Linked DNA regions of Sus scrofa: region 1 is linked to region 2. Evidence: chromatin contacts called from public Hi-C data. All regions are on one chromosome and are shown on one strand. Each heading gives the region's core, a stretch centred on a gene start, on an enhancer-like site or on the middle of the called end of the contact. The rest is flanking DNA. Distances are from core to core; before and after follow the strand shown. Region 1 has its middle 110 kb from the start of TSPYL5. Region 2 overlaps CPQ (carboxypeptidase Q).

Region 1 (4,729 bases), core at 1,288-3,787, 310 kb before region 2:
TATCTGTAAGTGAGAGAGTCAGGATTCTGAGTCTGGACAGTTGGGCCCCCATCCTGCCCCTGTAACCAAGCTGCTCTGTGGCCTCTGTCTGGAGGGAGGCAAACATGGAGAACTGTGAGAGCACAGAGGAAAGACTCTCCACCAGGCAGTGAGGGGCCTTTCTGGAAAAGAAAGCTATCAAGTTGGGTGAACCGAGCCATAGAACCCACCAGCCCATGAGTGGACCAGACATGGATTGGAGGAAAATAAAGATGTAGGCACATCAGAAGCTATGCGTTTTTGGAGTTCCCATCGTGGCTCAGTGGTTAATGAATCCGACTAGGAACCATGAGGTTGTGGGTTCGATCCCTCGCCTTGCTCAGTGGGTTAAGGATCCAGCTTTGCCATGAGCTGTGGTGTAGGCTGGTGGTTACAGCTCTGATTCGACTCCTGGCCTGGGAAACTCCATGTGCCGTGGGAGCAGCCCAAGAAATGGCAAAAAGACAAAAAAAAAAAAAAAAAAAAAAAAAAAAGCTATGCATTGTGGTTGGAAGCAAGAAGCCGGAAACGTGGCAACAAAATTGTGTCTTATGAACACCAGACAGAATGGCACAGGAAGACGAAAAAATGGGATCTGTAGCCCCAAATCATATATATATATTAAAAACGCATGCACACAAAACAATAATATATGTTAAATAAAAACACATGTAAATGGAGTGTATCCTAACAACCAGAGTAGAATGGCTGCCTCTGGGGACGAGAGGAGAACACAAGTAGAGAAGATGAAATAAAACATGAGAAATACGATGATGATAATGTACCATGAACTGAAGAGAATAAAAGTCAGTCTTGGGCTCTCAAAAGAGACCGGAGCCCAAGGAGCTCCCTTCCCTAAGAGCGTTTGCTAAAGTTCACCTCTTCCTTTCTCCTTCCACGTGCTGTAGCAGGAACACCAGGTTGCCGCCTCCAGGGTGATCCCACCCCCTTCACTCTTTGATTGGTTCAGGGATGGGCACCTAACTCAAGTTCAGCCAATCAATTCACATCCTTTTATAGACGGCTATAGTGTCCAATAGAGGCATGATAATGGGAGGGTTAAGGGCAAACTGGAGCCAAAGGAGGTTCACGTACTTGTCCCCCACCACTAGCCACGTGACCTTGAGCTAGGTAATCCTCTGAATACCTAGAATTTCTTGTCTGTAAAATGAGAAAATAGAATACCTAACTTATGGGATTGTGTGAAGATTTAATGAGTGAATGGAATGCATGTACAGTGCTTAGAACAGTGCCCCATAGCAGGGCTCAATAAACATTGGCCATGATTGTTTCCTAGGAACTCGGGAATTGGGAGACTAAAGAAAGGGCTTTATCTGGGTAGCTGATCAGTATGCCAAGGAGTAAGTCACTTCCCGTTGTGTGGTGCATCCTCATTATTTTATCCCTCTGGGCATAGATAGATCATTTTATGTAATACTTGTGAGGTGGAAAATGTTGGGAAGTGTGGCTGAGCAGGAAAGAGTTTCCGGTTTAATTCCTGAAGCCTCACTATAGGAAAACCTTGAGTTCACATGATACCTCCTGCCTCCCCCCGACACCCTTTGGGATTTTTTTTTTCTTTTTTCTTTTTCTTTTTTTTTTTTTGTGAAGTTAGTTTAACTGTATTCCTCTCACTTACCTAGGGAATCCCGATCAAGAGGGTCATAGAACACTGAAGACGCCAAAGCTCAGCCTCTTAACTCATTTCCACACATAGTAACTTCCTAACTTTGAGAGTCACTCTCATGTACTGATGACTGAGTTAAAACCTCTCAAAAACAGGTTCAAAATCATATATCCTTTTTATGATTGAGGCCATGATCAAGCCTCAAGTTCACACAAATAGTAACCTAGGAACCTCAGCACACTGGATTTTACACAGAATTTTCTGACGTAACGACACATTTGTGACCGCATGAGCTTTAAATGTGTTGCTAAAAGAATCAGTTCCACCCTCACTCATTTATCTTCATTCTGGTAAAGTTCTATTTACCATTTCCTAATAGAAGGTTTATACAACTGCTTTGAAAATAATCATTTTCAGTTTTTGGAGAAGTTGGTGAAGGCTTTATTGGGAAATCAAACTTTTCTATCAACAGATAAATGATGGATTTAAATTTCCTAGGACAAAAGTACCTGGAAGAGAATGTGAAAGTGTCAGAGGAAGGATGAACAAACAGAAAAGCTTCCCTGACCTTTGAAACTCAGAGAATAGTCAACAAACTGATTTAGGCAATTTCACTGCTTTGAAGGCTTTCAAAGAAGACTGATTCCTGTTTGTTCAGCCACGATTTGGAAGTGCAAAGATCAGGGACATCAAAAGCTTTATCTGAGCTTGTAAATGTGTTTGTGAAATCGCTAATATGCCATGGAGGGATTTCTCAGAGATTTGTATTGTGGCAGTTTTTATCTATGTCAGTTTGGCAGGTGCCATCTGATCGAGTGAGTGGCCCTTCCGGAGTGCCAAACGCCTTCCGAACCCTTCCAGAGAGAAAGGAAAACCAGCCATTTCCTGTGACTGGGAGTCAGAGGTAGCTGAAGGGGTCTGTAATGACTTCCTGAGGATGTTTAGTCAATCACTACTGTGGTTAAAAGCTTTTGCGTGTTACTCCCAAATTCCTCATTTATTCACCCCTCCGCCTTTTCCCACTTGGTTTGTTTTCTGTGTCTGTGACTCTATTTCTATTTTGTAAATAAGTTCATTTGTATCATTTTGAGGGGAGTAACAAATACACACTACCATATATAAAATAGGCGAAGACCTACTGTAGAGCTCAGGGAACGATCCTCAATATTTTGTAATAACCTATGTGGGGGAGTTCCCGTCATGGTTCAGTGGTTAGCGAATCTGACTAGGAACCATGAGGTTGCGGGTTTGATCCCTGGCCTTGCTCAGTGGGTTAAGGATCCGGCGTTGCTGTGAGCTGTGGTGTAGGTTGCAGACGTGGCTCAGATCCTGAGTTGCCGTGGCTCCAGCGTAGGCCGGAGGCTACAGCTCTGATTCGACCCCTAGCCTGGGAACCTCCATATGCTACAGGAGCAGCCCAAGGGAAAAAAAAAATGTAATAACCTATATGGGAAAAGAATCTGAAAGAGAATATATATATATATATTCTCTTGCTATACACCTCAAACTAACACTACATTGTAAATCAACTATATTTTAATAAAAAATAAATTTCAAAATGATCTGGCTTTATATATGATAATAACAAAAAGCTTTCGCCTGAACCTTATAGTGTACACTTCCCAAGTAGCTGTATTAAATCTTCAGAATCTTAAAGATGTTCCCGTGCAATAGGATGTACGACTTCAATAAAGTGTGCCTGGAGGAGTCAGTCCAGGACTGGTAGCGTACTCTACAGGGTCAAGGACTCAAAGTCCTTTCTGTTTGCGTCTCTGCTGGGCGTGCTTCCATCCCCAAGTTCACTTCATGGTCCAAGTCTGCTGCTGCTGCTTCAACCTTCCAACAAGAAAGGGGGTGGGAGGAGACAGGCATGCCTCTCCCTACCCACTCCCCCCTCAGCTCTGGTTAAGGAGACTTCTTGGAAGTTTCTCATGCCACTTCTGGTTACAATCCATTAGCTAGAACTTAGTTGCCTAGCTACATCCTAAAGTGGGGTGGACGATATCATTTAGCTAAGATTTAGGGGGCCTGCTACTATTAACAAACAAACAAACAAAAAAGTTAGAATGGATTTTGAAGGACAATTAGCTACCTCTGCCCCATAATCCTTCAGGACTCAGCTCAAATGTCCCCTCTTTAGAGAGACCGTCTGAGTTCATCCTCTCAATAGCAGACTTTCCTCCCGTTCTATCACAGAACTTGTGATAGAACGATCACAGGTTTTACTTTTTATGGCCTTGCTCCTCCACTAGAACAAAATTCCTTTAGTCTAGAAACCTTAGCTGTCTTACGGCTCACCTCTCTATTCCCAGTGCCTCCCAGTGCCCGGCACCCAGCAGAAACCTCATAACATGCGTGATGAATAAGAAATCATGAATGAGAGCCCTTACAGAGAAAACGTGGCATTGAGGTTAGACATATAAGCTCTGAGGCTGGGCAGCCCTGATTAAAATCTTGCCTCCCTTCTTAGGTAATAATAATGTGACTGTGGGCAAGTGACTGACCTTGTCTAAGTCTTGACTCCTCTACTTGTAAAAATGGAGGGGAAAGCTTATGGTGGGATGGAAAGAATTCCTACATGTGAAGTGCTTCCCTCTCCGCCTATTGGAGAGCAAACACAATAATTTTATACACGAGCATCAAAGTAAGTTTTAGTTGGGTTATTATTGGGATCTATCCAGTCTGAAGACTCAAAGGAGGCTTCTTGGAAGAAGGGGCCTTAGAGATGGACAGGCAGGAGTTAACTAGTCAAGGAAAGCGGTGAGGAAGACTTCATTGGGAGAAGGAAGGACACGTGCAGAGGTCCTGGGGCAGGAGGGAGGATGTCCGAAATACTAGAATGAAAGCCAGTGTGGCCAGGGTGAAGAGAGGAAGAGCAGTATAGACACAGAGATGAGGAAGGAAGACAGGGCTAGAACATGCAGGACTTTCATCGTGTGAACTTGATCCCAAGTGCAAAGAGAAGTTACCAAAGGGCGCCACACAGGCGGATGCCCAATCAGATTGGTAATGCATAATAACATCCTGGCTGCAGTGTATGGAGGGGTTTGTCACATGAGGGTAACTTCTGTGCATGAGACATCT
Region 2 (5,167 bases), core at 446-2,945:
CTGATGAAGGATTATTATCCAAAATATACAAAGAATTCCTAACACTAAACAATTTTAAAAAAACCAAACAACTCAATTTAAAAATGGGCCAAAGGCTTTAATAGACACCTCAGACATACAAATGGCATATAAATATATGAAAAGATGCTCTTTATCATATGTTATCAGGGAAATGTAAATTAAAACAACAATGAGTTAGCATAAACCTATTAGATGGCCAAAATCTCAAACACCAACACCACCCAATGCTGGTGAGGATGTGGAGCAATAAGAACTTTCATTCACTGCTGGTGGGACTGCAAAATGATGCAACCATTTCAGAAGGTACTTTGGCAGTTTTTTAACAAAACTAAATAACTCTTACCACACAAACCAACAATATTTACCCAGAAGAGTTGAAAACTTATGTCCACACAAAGCCCTGAACACAGATGTTTACAGAAGCTTTACTCATAACTGCCAAAATATGGAAGCAATTAACATGTCTTTCAACAGGTGAACAGATAAATAAGCTATGGGACATCCAGGCAATGAAATATTATTTAGCAATAAAAAGAGAGAAGCTATCAAGCCACGAAAAGACATAGGGGAATCTTAAATGCATATTACTAAGTGAAAGAAACAAATCTAAACAGGCTACATACTATATGCTTTCAACTAAGTGACATTCTAAAAAAGGCAAAACTGTGGAGATCAGTGTTTGCCAGGGGTAGGGACACAGATGGATGAGTAGGCAGAGCACAGAGGATTTTTAAGGCAGTGAAGATATTCCATGTGATACTGTAATGATGGTTGTCTGTCACTATATATTTGTCCAGTCCCATAGAATGTATAATACCAAGAGAGGCACCTAGGATAAACTCTGGACTTTGAGTGACAATAATGCATCAAGGTAAGTTCATTCTTGGTGAAAATTTTTGCCACTCTGGGGAGTGATAATGCTTAAGGGGGACACTGTACATGTTTGGGGCAGTGAGTATGTGAGAAATCTCTGTATCTCCTTTTCAATTTTGTTGTAAACCTAAAACTGCTCTTCAGAAATAAAGCCTTTAATAGTAATAATGTGTTCGAGTTCCAAAAGCTTTTGGAGAGAAGAGCAGAAGTGCAATGATATTTTGCCACAAGGGAGCTGTGACAGCTAAGTGGGTTGGTTAGAGGCTTTTTTCTCTGATTTTCACCTTAAATTATTAATGAAACTTCAACCTCCAGGTAAATATGACATGGCCACCAATTGGCTTTGCTCCAACCATGAGATTCCTAACACCAAGCACATGTACAAAATTTAGTACAAAATTAAATAATAAAGAAAAGTGTGGGTTTTCCATACTGTTTGGTACTTTATTTCTTCACTCACAGTATGCCTTTTCCATGAGTAAATTTCACACTGAATTAGCAACACCAAACCACCAAAACATGTAAATTCAGAGCTAAAGCTTACAGACTGGAAAAACATAAAGGTTCTCATGTGAACCAAATATGGACCAAAAAAATTGATGCCCAGGATGAAAAACATCTGCTTTGTTTGTGTACTTAAAACATCAACTTGGGTTGCTCTCGTAGAAGGTCTGTTGTGACCAGCAACAACACAGTTCAAGGTTGAGGGAAAGAATTTCACCACAAACATAAGCAAACAGCAAATGTCACATGAATTACCAGTGTTCAGAGGAGACATTCCTCCCATGCCTATAAAGGTTAATCTCTCTCTTCCTGTTCTCAGGGTATGTTAAGAATTTAATGATTCATAGATTAGAGCCTGCCCCAGTGCCCTGGCCTTGAATTTTAGAATGTTTTACATGAACCAAAAAAAAAAAAAAAAAAAAAAAAAACTCACCTTCCACTAAATACCTTCCTATGTCATTTATGTCCATAGTTCCCTCTCTGGCAAGTGATAGCCAAAAAGAATCAGTCTGATTGGGAGGCAAAGGGGGAAGATATTTAAGAAGACTGCTGTTCATCCCCTGACGAGAAGTCTCAAACATAACCAGGGTTGGGGATTGTCCAAAGTGTGAAAGTTTTTGCAGCTTAGCTAATAGACATATTAAACAACTGGCAGGGCTCAGAACTGAGGCTTCTTCAAATATGTGCCCAAACAGGTCTGGGGGTCTGGGAAGCATTAGCAATAATAAGTGTAAATAAAGGGGGGACATAAACCTGTTAGGCTGAGTCACTAGAAACTCTTTTTCTTGGAGACTTACCAGAAGAACTTCATTTGTATTTCAAGGTTTCCATTTGGGTCAAGCGTGAACAAGGAAAAAGAGGGGCGGGAGAGATAGAGAGGCCACCTGGAACGTGAGCTGGGAGACTGATAAGCATTTCTCCAGTCGTGCCATCTGCTGTGTCCTGGCACTTGTCATCCAAATTGCTGTTCTCCAAACAAATTTAGTTTCCCCCAGACAGTTCAGCTTAAATGAGCTCATACTGTCTATCTGACACCTGTCAAAAGAAGAGTGAAAAGATTTCTCTAAGCCCTGATTGAAGGAGAGAGGGAGGCAGAGAGAGACGGAGGGGGCAGGAGCAAAGAAGAGGGCAAATAGATGGGATGCGTGCAGAGCAGGTGCTCTTTCGTGGCGGGCAGTGCATTTTTATCTTCACCTATAAATCTCACACCAGAAGGTGGGAAAAGAAGAAAAAGTACCACTTCCCATCACATTTGCTGAGACAAATATGATCGAACACATGAAATATGAAAACGGGACAAACTACCTTCACTCTCACCTGGTGTCAATTTTTTTGGCTGATGGTTGTGTGCGGTGTTTTGGTTTTAGCTAAGAAAGGAAGAACTAGCAGTAGAGAAATCTGATCTGCTTTTGACAGCCTGACCAATGCCCTTTTCCCATTCCAGCTGGAACAGGATTCAGTCACAGGCAGGGGCAAGCGGAGGAGTGATTTCATTAACTAAGTCTGGATTTTGAGGTTTGCATATCTGCAGATCTGGTTTTTTTGCCTCTTGAGGTCTTGGAGAGCTGCCAATCTGGGCAAAAGGAGGGATGATAATGGATGGAAGCTGCCACAGGGCAAATCTCTGGAAGGGGAGATATCAAAAACAGTTGCCAGGAGGGGAACTGCCTGTGCCTATGCCTTGCAGGCTGGGAGGTAACAGGGAATCTCATTTAGGAACTGTCATTTGCTGTGAGAAGGTCCTGAATAAAGAGAAGGAGGAAGGGGACAAGAGGAAGAGCAGGAAATAAATGAGCTTCATACAAATATGACCAGAGATGTCTTTCAAAACCCACCTTCCAAAGTGAAAGGGGCCAGGGCTGCAGCGGCCTCTTCACTGTCCTAGGATACGATCTTGATGAGATTACTCAAATGCAAAATGAATCTAAAGCTCCCTGTCTCCCAAGGCTCTTGTAACGGTTCAGCTGAGATGAACTTCATGTATACATAAAGCACCCAATACTTAAAAGCTGTCGAATATATGTTAGCTCTTTTCTCCTCCCCTTCTTTGAACTAAGAGATTCCTAGAACTCACAGCAGAGAAATTCACATCAGTTAATAGGCAGCATTTGGGCATACATCCATAAACTTAAGTTTTCTCAGGAGAATAAATCCAATTAAAGATAAAAATCGCTGTACTTTCACAATGCCTATCTGGGCTATTTATGAGCATCAGAGTCCCTTTTAACAATTATTCCAATGGAGCAGGATTTTAAATTCACCATGGTGTTATGGATACAGCTGGTGCTAAGCAACGTAAGGCACGTAAGCAATGAAGATCTATTTCACAGCTTCTTTCCTTAGCAGGAGAAGAGATGACATTTTGTCGGCCTTGCCTCCCTGGAGATTAAAAACCAAGCCCCAGAGGAAGGCCAGGCAGCTGACATAGAGACTCTGCCCCTGCTGAGGAAAGGAAAACACAAAGCCCATTTTAAGCTTAGTTCTTCACAAGGTGAGTTTCCATTTCCTGTGAGTGATCATGCTACAGTGCACTTTGCTGAAAGTCCAATCAAAATCAGCAAAGAAACCCTGTTATGTGCCATTTTGGAAGCCTCTGAACTCTTAAAAATATCAACTGGGGTGGGGGGAGGAACCCTACAGAGATTAAATCAGTGCATGCCTAAATTAATTGACTCAACCCTGGGAGTCTGGGTATAGCTGATAAGAGATCCACCCAGGAGACCTAAGAGAAAAGAAACACAGTATCGAGCTAAAAGACAAGTGGTCCCTGTTTTGTCAGTAAGTAGCTGAGTGACCTTCAGCCCCAACTTCCTCACCTGTAAGAGGAAGGGGTGGAGTGGATATTTTCTTCAGGGCTCTCCCAGCTCTAACATTTTGAAATCTAAAAGGGAAAGGGAGTAGAAATAGGAAGACATTGCTTATAAGAAATTCCAAAGGCCCCAAACTGAAAAGGCCACTATTACATGTATAGAAATGAGGAGAAGGAGGAGACGGATGAGGATGAGGATGCCTTACACTGGTCCATGCCCTTTACAGGTGTTAACTCTTAATCCATCCTGACTCCATTTCTGTCATTCTTCCCATCATGCTGGACAACATCGGAATGAATCCAGACATCTGGAAGAAGTTGTTTTGGGGATATATTAGTTTCACTTTATTTACAGGGATGTATTGATGAGATTCACAGTCATAGTTTCCATCCTGGTAGAGGAATGGCTCCCAGGACTACTGGTATCATAACACGAAGGGGGCAGAGCCAGAGGTCATGTTGTGCTGGGAATGGATCCTGTAACTCCTGGCAATGAAAGTATGGAGAGAGTGGTAGATTCACAAGCTAGTCACTCAAAAAAATTATTCCAATTATCAGATGAGTAAAACTGCAATAGAAGGAATCCATTCCCATTGGTGCCTACTTAAAATGGAAGTTCTTGCCTGTCAAGAATAGATTCAGTAATTGAGAGTATGATATTATGAACACAACATTGCATTTTATTTTTCTTATTTGAGAAAGTCATGCAAAATAGAATTTATCAGAATCTCCTTGTTTGTAGGGCACCAGCCTGTAGCTGGACTACAGTGAATACACTGATAAGTGGAGTATTTTATTCGTGTCAACACATCAACAGGATGCAAGCATATATAACATACCTAGCCTAACCAAGTCTGCCAGTACCAGACAAGAGACATACAAAAACCATGATTTACTGAGAAAAAGAGATGTGCTTCAAGTATTCATGATGGATAGTCTTTTAGACTACTTAATAACAGA

Evidence for each region. A called contact is a pair of places that touch in the nucleus more often than the background predicts.
Region 1: a contact with region 2 is called in a Hi-C map of liver, with 8 times the contacts expected there. The contact joins two enhancer-like sites. A contact is called at or near these places in 4 of 47 Hi-C or Micro-C datasets (liver and skeletal muscle) and 1 of 2 datasets of contacts at active chromatin or transcription factors (alveolar macrophages).

Annotation. Positions count from the first base shown.
Region 1 is chr4:39,471,679-39,476,407 of Sscrofa11.1, forward strand. No RefSeq gene overlaps it. Among named protein-coding and RNA genes, the nearest start is that of TSPYL5, 110 kb to the left of the region's middle. Within about 2 kb of position 2,538, at least 3 of the 83 cell types and tissues checked have an H3K27ac peak or open chromatin away from gene starts, as enhancers often do. A contact at or near this core is called in liver, where this site is marked.
Region 2 is chr4:39,781,081-39,786,247 of Sscrofa11.1, forward strand. The region is part of intron 2 of CPQ (carboxypeptidase Q); the gene reads right to left. Among named protein-coding and RNA genes, the nearest start is that of CPQ, 72 kb to the right of the region's middle. Within about 2 kb of position 1,696, at least 16 of the 83 cell types and tissues checked have an H3K27ac peak or open chromatin away from gene starts, as enhancers often do. A contact at or near this core is called in liver, where this site is marked.